Linked DNA regions of Pan troglodytes: region 1 is linked to region 2. Evidence: chromatin contacts called from public HiChIP or PLAC-seq data. All regions are on one chromosome and are shown on one strand. Each heading gives the region's core, a stretch centred on a gene start, on an enhancer-like site or on the middle of the called end of the contact. The rest is flanking DNA. Distances are from core to core; before and after follow the strand shown. Region 1 holds the start of TMEM64 (transmembrane protein 64). Region 2 holds the start of NBN (nibrin).

Region 1 (3,993 bases), core at 843-3,342, 630 kb before region 2:
CTCCCTCTCTTCTGAAAACAAATCAGTTGCCCAGCTCCTCTTTAAACTTATCCCCATTCAACTAACACCAGGACCATTATCCTACTTCACTGATCCTCACAGCTTCTTGCCTATGCAATTTTGTCCGGTTTTCCTGCTTTCATTTCCCCTACAAATGGCAATCATTTGTGTATGCAACAAACATTTAAAGAGGGCTCATTGCTCCTTAGATTAAATAAGTAACAGGCCCATCTTGAAGAAACTCAAAGCTTAAAGAGGGAGACAGTGATGTAAACAAAAAATTACAATACAATGGGACAAATGTGATCATGGCCATACAGAAAGTAGCCTGGGAAAGGAAAGGAAATACCAAATTGAGGGTGATGGTGAAGGGAAGGTAGTGCAGGACTGATATGGTTTGGATTTGTGTCCCTGCCCAAATCTCATGTCAAACTGTATGTAATCCCCATTGTTGGAGGAGAGGCCTGGTGGGAGGTGATTGGATCATGGAAATGGAGTTCTCATGAATGGTTTAGCACCATCCCTCCTTGGTACTGTTTTACGGAAGTAAAACTTTAGGTAAATGCTGTGGCGGCAGTTAGAGCTGCTCCTCCGTGTGAGTCACAAGGCTTGGAAAAGGGAGTTGAAGGATGTAGCACTTGCCTGGCACCTAGTAGGGACTCTACCTGACTCAGCCCAACCAGGGTGGATAGGAGGGAATGGCATGGAGGAGCCTGATCAGCCAGCAAGCAGGAGCCTGATCAGCAACGACCTAAGGTGTCCTGGTCCGTTATCTGGCAGGCAACTGGGTGGAAGGTCATCCACTGAGATATGAAACCCAGAAGGAAGAGTCGGTCTATGGGGGATCACACTTTTAATGAGGGATACCATCACACAGTTGACATTTACTGACGACTGATTTCAGGCATAGTGCTAATCACCTTACTTTACTATTTTGTTTAATCCTCACAACACTCTTACGAAGCTAAGTTGTACCATTATCTCCATTTTGCAATTTAAAAAGAAACAATGAGATTCAGGGACTGATTGTTTGACCAGTTACTAAACGTGATTTGCACCAGAGCCCAAGTTGATCATTTATCTACCAAGCTCTGCTGAGTTTGAGCTGCCTGCAGGAATTCCACCTGATTGTATCCACAGGCCGGACCACAAGCTGGGAAGTGTGGGCAGAGACATTCACTTAGGGGTCACCTCTTATGGGGGGCACGGCAGGATCAAAGCTGTTGGGCCTGGATGAGATGGCTCAGGAAACTCTGAAAAGGAAGAAGGCAAGAGGACCTGGGGAACACTAACCTTAAACAGGCGGAAAGAGGAAAAGAAACCAGCGAATGAGTTTGAGAAGCTGCCCTCTGAGAAAGCGAACTCTTAAAAATGTCCTTCAGTGAATCTTTTTCAAATGCCCCTAGACCAATGCCTGGCACTCGATAAAGGACCTCTGGAGTCAGAAGGGGTTCTGTCAAGGGGGTGGGGGGACTTTATGCCTAATTTTTGCAGCTCCTAAAGGACCAAGCCATATGAAACCCACGGGGAGACCTCGATACCTGGGAGGCAAGTCTGAGACAAGAATAGGGTCAAGGACCATAGCCAAACCCTCCTCAGAACACAAGAACTCTTTCCCCAATTCGACAGGGCAGCGGCGGATGTGAGCGCCACTCACAGCTGCCCGCTCTGATAAGAGGTTACTGCGGAAACGACCAGGAGGGAACGGGCGAGGATCCAAGCCGCTCCTGGACTGGGGTCGCCTCGGTCCGAGAGGGGGAGCGCGCGCCCTGACACGCAGGCATGCGCGCGCCTGTGGGAAGTCGGGGAGCGCGCCTGGGCCCCTGCCCGTCGCCCGGCTCTCCCCTCGTTGCAGCTTCGCTCTTCCTACAGCTCCTTCTCCCCTCCCAGCGGTTTCCCTCCGCAGCTGTGGGCCTCCACTGGCCCACGCGGACGCCCCGCGACCCCCGCAGCCTGGCGGGCAGCGCGTCACGGGAGCGGACCAGAACACAGCCCGCTCCGCCCCATCGCCCGCGGCCCCGCCCCCTCTGGCCGACAAGGGGCGGGCACCACCGGAGTGGGCTCCGTGGGTGCTGGGGCCGGAGTTTCCTCACTCCCCGCCTGGCCGTCGCTCCTCCGCTGACTCCGCGCCCTTCTACGGGCCGTCTCCCACCCCTGAGCGGACGCAGGGAGTCGAGGCCGGGCGAACCGGGCGCCATGAAGGGCAGCTGCCTAACGGGCGCCGCGGCGGAGGGGCTGGCCGGCTGAGGGCCCGCGCTGGGCCGAGGCATGCGGAGCCCGGGCGGGATCCTGCTCCAGGCGCTGCCCCGGCTGCTGCAGCACGCCGCCCTCCCGGGCCTCGCCGAGCCGCCGGCCCGCTGGGCCCTGCCGCGGGGTGCGGGCGGGGACGGCCCGGCGGACCGCCTTCCCCGCGGGGGCGGGGCGAGCGCGGCGGCGGCAGCAGCGGCGGCCTCGGGCGCCCTGCTCGGCGCCTATCTGGAGCGCCACGGTCCGCCCGAGGCTTCGGAGCTGCCGGAGCCGGGCGGGGCCTTGGCGGGCGGCCCCGGGAGTGGCGGCGGCGGCTTGGTGGTCGGCGTGGCCGAGGTGAGAAACTGGCGCTGCTGCTGCCTCGGCAGCACCTGTTGGTGCCGGAGCCTCGTGCTGCTCTGCGTGTTGGCCGCCCTGTGCTTCGCTTCCCTGGCCCTGGTCCGCCGCTACCTTCAGCACCTCCTGCTGTGGGTGGAGAGCCTTGACTCGCTGCTGGGGGTCCTGCTCTTCGTCGTGGGCTTCATCGTGGTCTCTTTCCCCTGCGGCTGGGGCTACATCGTGCTCAACGTGGCCGCTGGCTACCTGTACGGCTTCGTGCTGGGCATGGGTCTGATGATGGTGGGCGTCCTCATCGGCACCTTCATCGCCCATGTGGTCTGCAAGCGGCTCCTCACCGCCTGGGTGGCCGCCAGGATCCAGAGCAGCGAGAAGCTGAGCGCGGTTATTCGCGTAGTGGAGGGAGGAAGCGGCCTGAAAGTGGTGGCGCTGGCCAGACTGACACCCATACCTTTTGGGCTTCAGAATGCAGTGTTTTCGGTAAGTGGGGTCCCGCTGGCCTATCCCTCTCCAAGTCTGTTGTTGAGCGGTCTTGTGGCGGCCCTAGGAGGGCGCTCTATCAGATAAATACCAGCAGAGAAGTGACATTGACGGCAGGAGTTACGATTACTTTCCATCGCAGCCTGGAAATCTGTCATACACATAAAACATACCTAACGCGGAGCCTCCAAAGAGAGTTTGTTAGATAAAAAACTAATGTTTCTTTTCGGGATGGGAATGTAATTAAAAATGAAAAGCCCTCTTAACAATAGGCATGCAGGGACATGAATGGAAATGCCCATCTTTAATACTTGTCATCTTTTGTAGCAGCTTTGGCAACATTTAGGGAGGAAAGCTTTCTGTCTTGCTTGCATAAATACATCCAGGGTTTTGATTCAAGTTTTTAGCGACATGGACCAAAGGAAGTGTTTCAGTAAACAGTGGAGGAGCTAGTTGCAGACTCCGGATTTTGGAGTTTCCTAGATTTGAAATGGGCTTTTTCTTCTTCAAGTAATTGTGCTTTAATGCGATGTAAAGAAGAAAATCCTACTGTTTATCTTTCTTTCTTTGGAAGAACTTCATTTCGAAATCACGGGGTGGTGAATAAAACAGATAATCTTTTGCTCAGGTAGCATATATTTTTCTTCTGTATATGCACCATTATAGACTCTTTTCTGTCCTTGTATTCATATGTTTTGCTTACTCAAGTTTCTGTAGCTAGTGTGCATCTCCATGCAACTGATTTAGGATAGAAACACTGCTAGTGAAGAGATCATCTTATTGGAAGAAAGGAATCTGGTCTTTACAAACTTTGTGACTTTGGATCAAGTTACTGACCCTGTCTGGCTTCACTTTTCTCTTTTCTAAAGTGAAGGACTTAAAAAAGTAGATTACCACATTTTCTTATACACCATGGAATACTATGCAGCC
Region 2 (4,114 bases), core at 579-3,078:
CCAGGTTCAAGTGATTCTCCTGCGTCAGCCTCCTGAGTAGCTCCTGCCTCAGCCTCCTGAGTAGCTGGGATTACAGGCGCGCGCCACCACGCCCGGCTAATTTTTATATTTTCAGTAGAGACAGGGTTTCACCATGTTGATCAGGTTGGATAGTTATTACTCTTGATAAAAACAAAAGGAAAAGAAACATGGCAGTGTGCATGATAGTAATCAAAGAATGAATCAAAAAAGGAAGAATGGTAAATTTTTTTTTAAGTTTCACAAAATGAACAACCTTACTACATGAGATGAATTTAGATATATCCTATTCTATTCCATTTTTTTTTTTTTTTTTTGAGATGGAGTCTCACTCACTCTATCGCCAGGTTGGACTACAGTGGCGCGACCTCGGCTCACTGCAACCTCCGCCTCCCAGGTTAAAGCGATTCTCCTGCCTCAGCCTCCCAAGTAGCTGGGACTACAGGCGTGTGAAACCACACCCAGTAATTTTTGTATTTTTACTAGAGACAGGGTTTCACCATGTTGGCCAGGATAGTCTTGATCTCTTGATCTAATGATCCACCCGCCTCAGCCTCCCAAAGTGCTGTTTTGCTCCACTAAATTGATTTCAAGGCCTACTCATTGGTTATTATTTGTGGCTTAAAAAACATATATGAGACTATAGTACATTGAAGGCAGGAATGTCTTTCAACCACAAATTGCCAAAGAATGCCCAATACTTAATAGGTAATTAATTAATTAGTGTTTCCTCATAAACAACTGAATGACTGAATGTTTTCCTCAATAGAACTGAGAGCAACTTGAGAGCAGTTGAGAGCAGGGCTCGTATTTTTTAAATTTTGAGTCTCAGGGCATAGCACAGGGCCAGACATAAAGCCAGTCCTCAATAAATATTTATTAAATTGAAATGAGGCCTATTAGCCAGCAGCACAATTTAACACAGCACTTCACAAACAGGTTTTATAACAAATTAAACATTTGCCTTGGTTCTTGGTAACAAAAATATTCAAATTAGGGGTTTTAATTATAACAACTTGTATTTGCCCACAAAAACATGATGTTCCCTGGAACAACCTCCCACATCACAGATGTAAAGACTTTTCTTCTCCCAGGAATTCAAACTTGAGGCTACATGTGCTAGGAAGGGGACAAACCACACTAACAGGTACCTCTCTTGCCTCCCAACCCCCAACCTCAAAACTTCCATATTTTTCTTCAGCAAAGGAATTTCAAAATTGTCAGATTACAATTAATTTTTAAATGAGTTCATTTTCTCCTTCTCAAACTGTATTGTCTAATGGTGTCAGAAGAGCTCGGATAAGGTCTGTATGACCTTATTGCTACAATCCTAATGATGTGTGTTAAAAAATGAAATCTCTGAAGACATCACAGAGCTGTTGTAGATTTCAAATGAGAAATGTCTCTGAAAAGTATCAGAAAATATGGGCTTCCTTTATAATGATCTATAATCCAGTTTTCACAGGGAGAGAAAAAAAATCAGCAAAACCCTAACCCTGAACAAATCTCACTTTTTAAAAGAAAGATACCTTACTTGAGGGAACCACCATACTAATTCTTTGTATTCCTATTTGGAACTACTGCTGCCCATATTTTTTGAAAAACAACACCATGGCTGTCTATTCTATCAAATCAAAACAAGTTTTTTCACAGTTGACATATTAATTTTTCTACCTGGCTAAAGAAAATGTGCTTTTTAGTTTACTTATAACAATTTTGTAATTTAGATGTGGGGAGGGCTTGTCTTGGATATTATTGCTTCTTTTTGTTTTTGTTTCTCTTCTTCCTAGCTGTTTTCACTTCCTAGCTATTTCCACTATGGGTGCAATGGAGACGGTGACAGGAGTGTGGGCCAGAGAGAGGGGGAAGCCAGTGTGAGACGGACCTCTCCCAGCTATACATCTGGGAAGGCGAGTCTATAAACAGCTGGGGTTTTGTTTTTGTTTCATTTTTATGATAAGTTGTTTGTGTTAGTGTTTAATTCCATAACTAACACATAGATGGACTTTCCTCACAACAAAGGACGTCAAAGGTCAGTGCTCGCTCGGCCTGATCCCCTCTCACTCCTTAAGGGGGGGACGGGCGCCGTATCCTTCCCTACCTCTTTCTACCTATTTACACACAAGTTGGAAACTTGCAGAACTGTGAAAACTTCGAAAATCACGTCTCTTCCCTATTCCCCTACACACATCAGGGCTTCATCTGACAGTGGAATACGACCCGGGCCCCGGTGCTCACTCCCGGCGTTGCCCTTCGCTCCGGGACCTGGTCGTCCTCTCTCTCTGCGCCCCAAAACGCCCTGTCCTAGCTCCCTGAGCCCCAGGGACGCCGGGTCCTCTCTTTGTGCCCCAAGACTTCCTGCCCTTTCTCTTGCGCCCCGAGACGTCCTGTCCTCTCTCTCGCTCCCCGGGTTGCTCTGTGCTCTCTTAGCGCTCCAGAACGCCCTGTCCTCTCTCTTTGAGCCCCGGGACACCCTGTCCTCGCTCCCCGAGCCCCCGGGACGCCCTGTCCTCTCTCTGCGCCTCGGGATGCCCTGTCCTCGCTCCCCGAACCCCCGGGACGCCCTGTCCTCTCTCTTTGCGCCCCAGGATGCCTTGTCCTCGCTCCCCGAGCCCCCGTGACGCCCTGTCCTCTCTCTTTGCGCGTCGGGACGCCCTGTCCTCGCTCCCCGCGCCCCCGGCCGCCTTACCCGCCGAGGAGCGAGGCCACAGGGCAGCCGGGACCCCAGAGTAAAGAAAACCCTGGCCGGTAGCTTCATGTTGAGTCTCCAGAACTCGGGCCGGAAGGCGGCGCAGGCGGTTGGGCGCAGGGGGCGGGACAAAAAGAACAAAGTTCTCGGGGCTGGAAACGCTGCCTAGGCCGCCGGGGGATGGGACGGGGACTGGGACCCAGGCGGCGTGGACGCCCAGCGGCCCTGACCTTCAGGGTCCGGCCGAGGGCGCCGCCTAGCTGGGCCTAGCTGATGCTCTTTCCTGCTCTCTGGGCCAGGAGTGCTTTGTATGGCAGAGAATGGAGGTTCTTTGCGTACTTGAGCGGGTGGACGAAACCCCTCGCCCTGCAAGGGTTTGCAGATTGCAGCTGCGCGCCCCATACACTGCCTACCAAGGGCGAAACTCTTTTTCAGTCGTATATGTTTATCCCTTAAGTGCGTGTTTAAGTGCAGAGTGCGCGTGGCGCCAAGTCACATATTATCAGAATAATAATATGTTGGATGTAAAACACGGCCTCACTTTCCCTAAGACCAAGAGGCTGAAAAACACTAAGGGCAGCTTCCGGCGTTTTGACTTTTCGCAGGACACACCGCCCCCTGTCGCCGGATGCAGCGTGACTGCGACCGTCCAGCCTTGGCTTTTTTCTCGAAGTTATACACACGTTAAAGGCAAACGCAGCTTCAGTATATCATTCTCCATCTTAGTGTAATATACCTGTTGACACAAGGCATTAGCTCAGATCACATTTCTTTCCTCATTCGTAAAATGAGAATATTCATAGCTAATTCAGAATTTTAGATAAAAGAAGATGGGTGTGAGGCCCCAGGCTGAGGCTGATGGTAGATGATATTGAGTGTTTACTATTTGCCTGGCATGTTCCAAATGCTGATAAAGAAACATTTATATCTTCAGATGAATGTACACTTACATTTAGACATATAGCTTATAAGGTATATAAACTCTGAAAAACTTTGTAATTTTGAGTTGGTCTGGTGATAATTTCCAGGCCTTCTGCCTGTAACTGGTTACAGAAATAAAAACTTTCTTCATCCCCAGTTCATCGACATCTCATTATTGGCAGCAAGAAATAGCAGCCTGACCCTCAGTTTGGTCCGGGAACAAAACTACCACAGATTGGGTGGCTTAAATGGAAATTTGTTTTCTCACAATTCTGGAGGCCACAAGTCAGCAGAGTTGGTTTCTTGTGGAGCCACTGTGGGACCATCTTCTCCCTGTGTCTTTACATGATCCTCCTGTGTACCTTTCCATATCTAAATTGCCTCTTCTTATGAGGACACCAGTCGTGTTGGATTAAGGCCCACCCTCAATGACCTAATTTAACTGGAATTACCTCCCTAAAGACTCTATCTCCAAATATAGCCACA

What was found. HiChIP or PLAC-seq counts read pairs in DNA pulled down with a chosen protein or histone mark.
Region 1: a contact with region 2 is called in an H3K4me3 HiChIP or PLAC-seq map of stem cell-derived excitatory neurons, with 11 times the contacts expected there. The contact joins the promoter of TMEM64 here to the promoter of NBN in region 2. A contact is called at or near these places in 1 of 7 Hi-C or Micro-C datasets (stem cell-derived neural progenitor cells) and 1 of 1 datasets of contacts at active chromatin or transcription factors (stem cell-derived excitatory neurons).

The regions. Positions count from the first base shown.
Region 1 is chr7:100,886,139-100,890,131 of NHGRI_mPanTro3-v2.0_pri, reverse strand. TMEM64 (transmembrane protein 64) reads left to right here and starts at 2,092. Exons shown (of 3, transcript XM_528186.9): 1 at 2,092-3,063. The coding sequence starts at 2,269.
Region 2 is chr7:100,258,737-100,262,850 of NHGRI_mPanTro3-v2.0_pri, reverse strand. It overlaps NBN (nibrin), which reads left to right and starts at 1,828. Exons shown (of 17, transcript XM_063816403.1): 1 at 1,828-2,050. DECR1 (2,4-dienoyl-CoA reductase 1) reads right to left here and starts at 3,013. Exons shown (of 10, transcript XM_001138969.4): 1 at 2,708-3,013. The coding sequence starts at 2,776.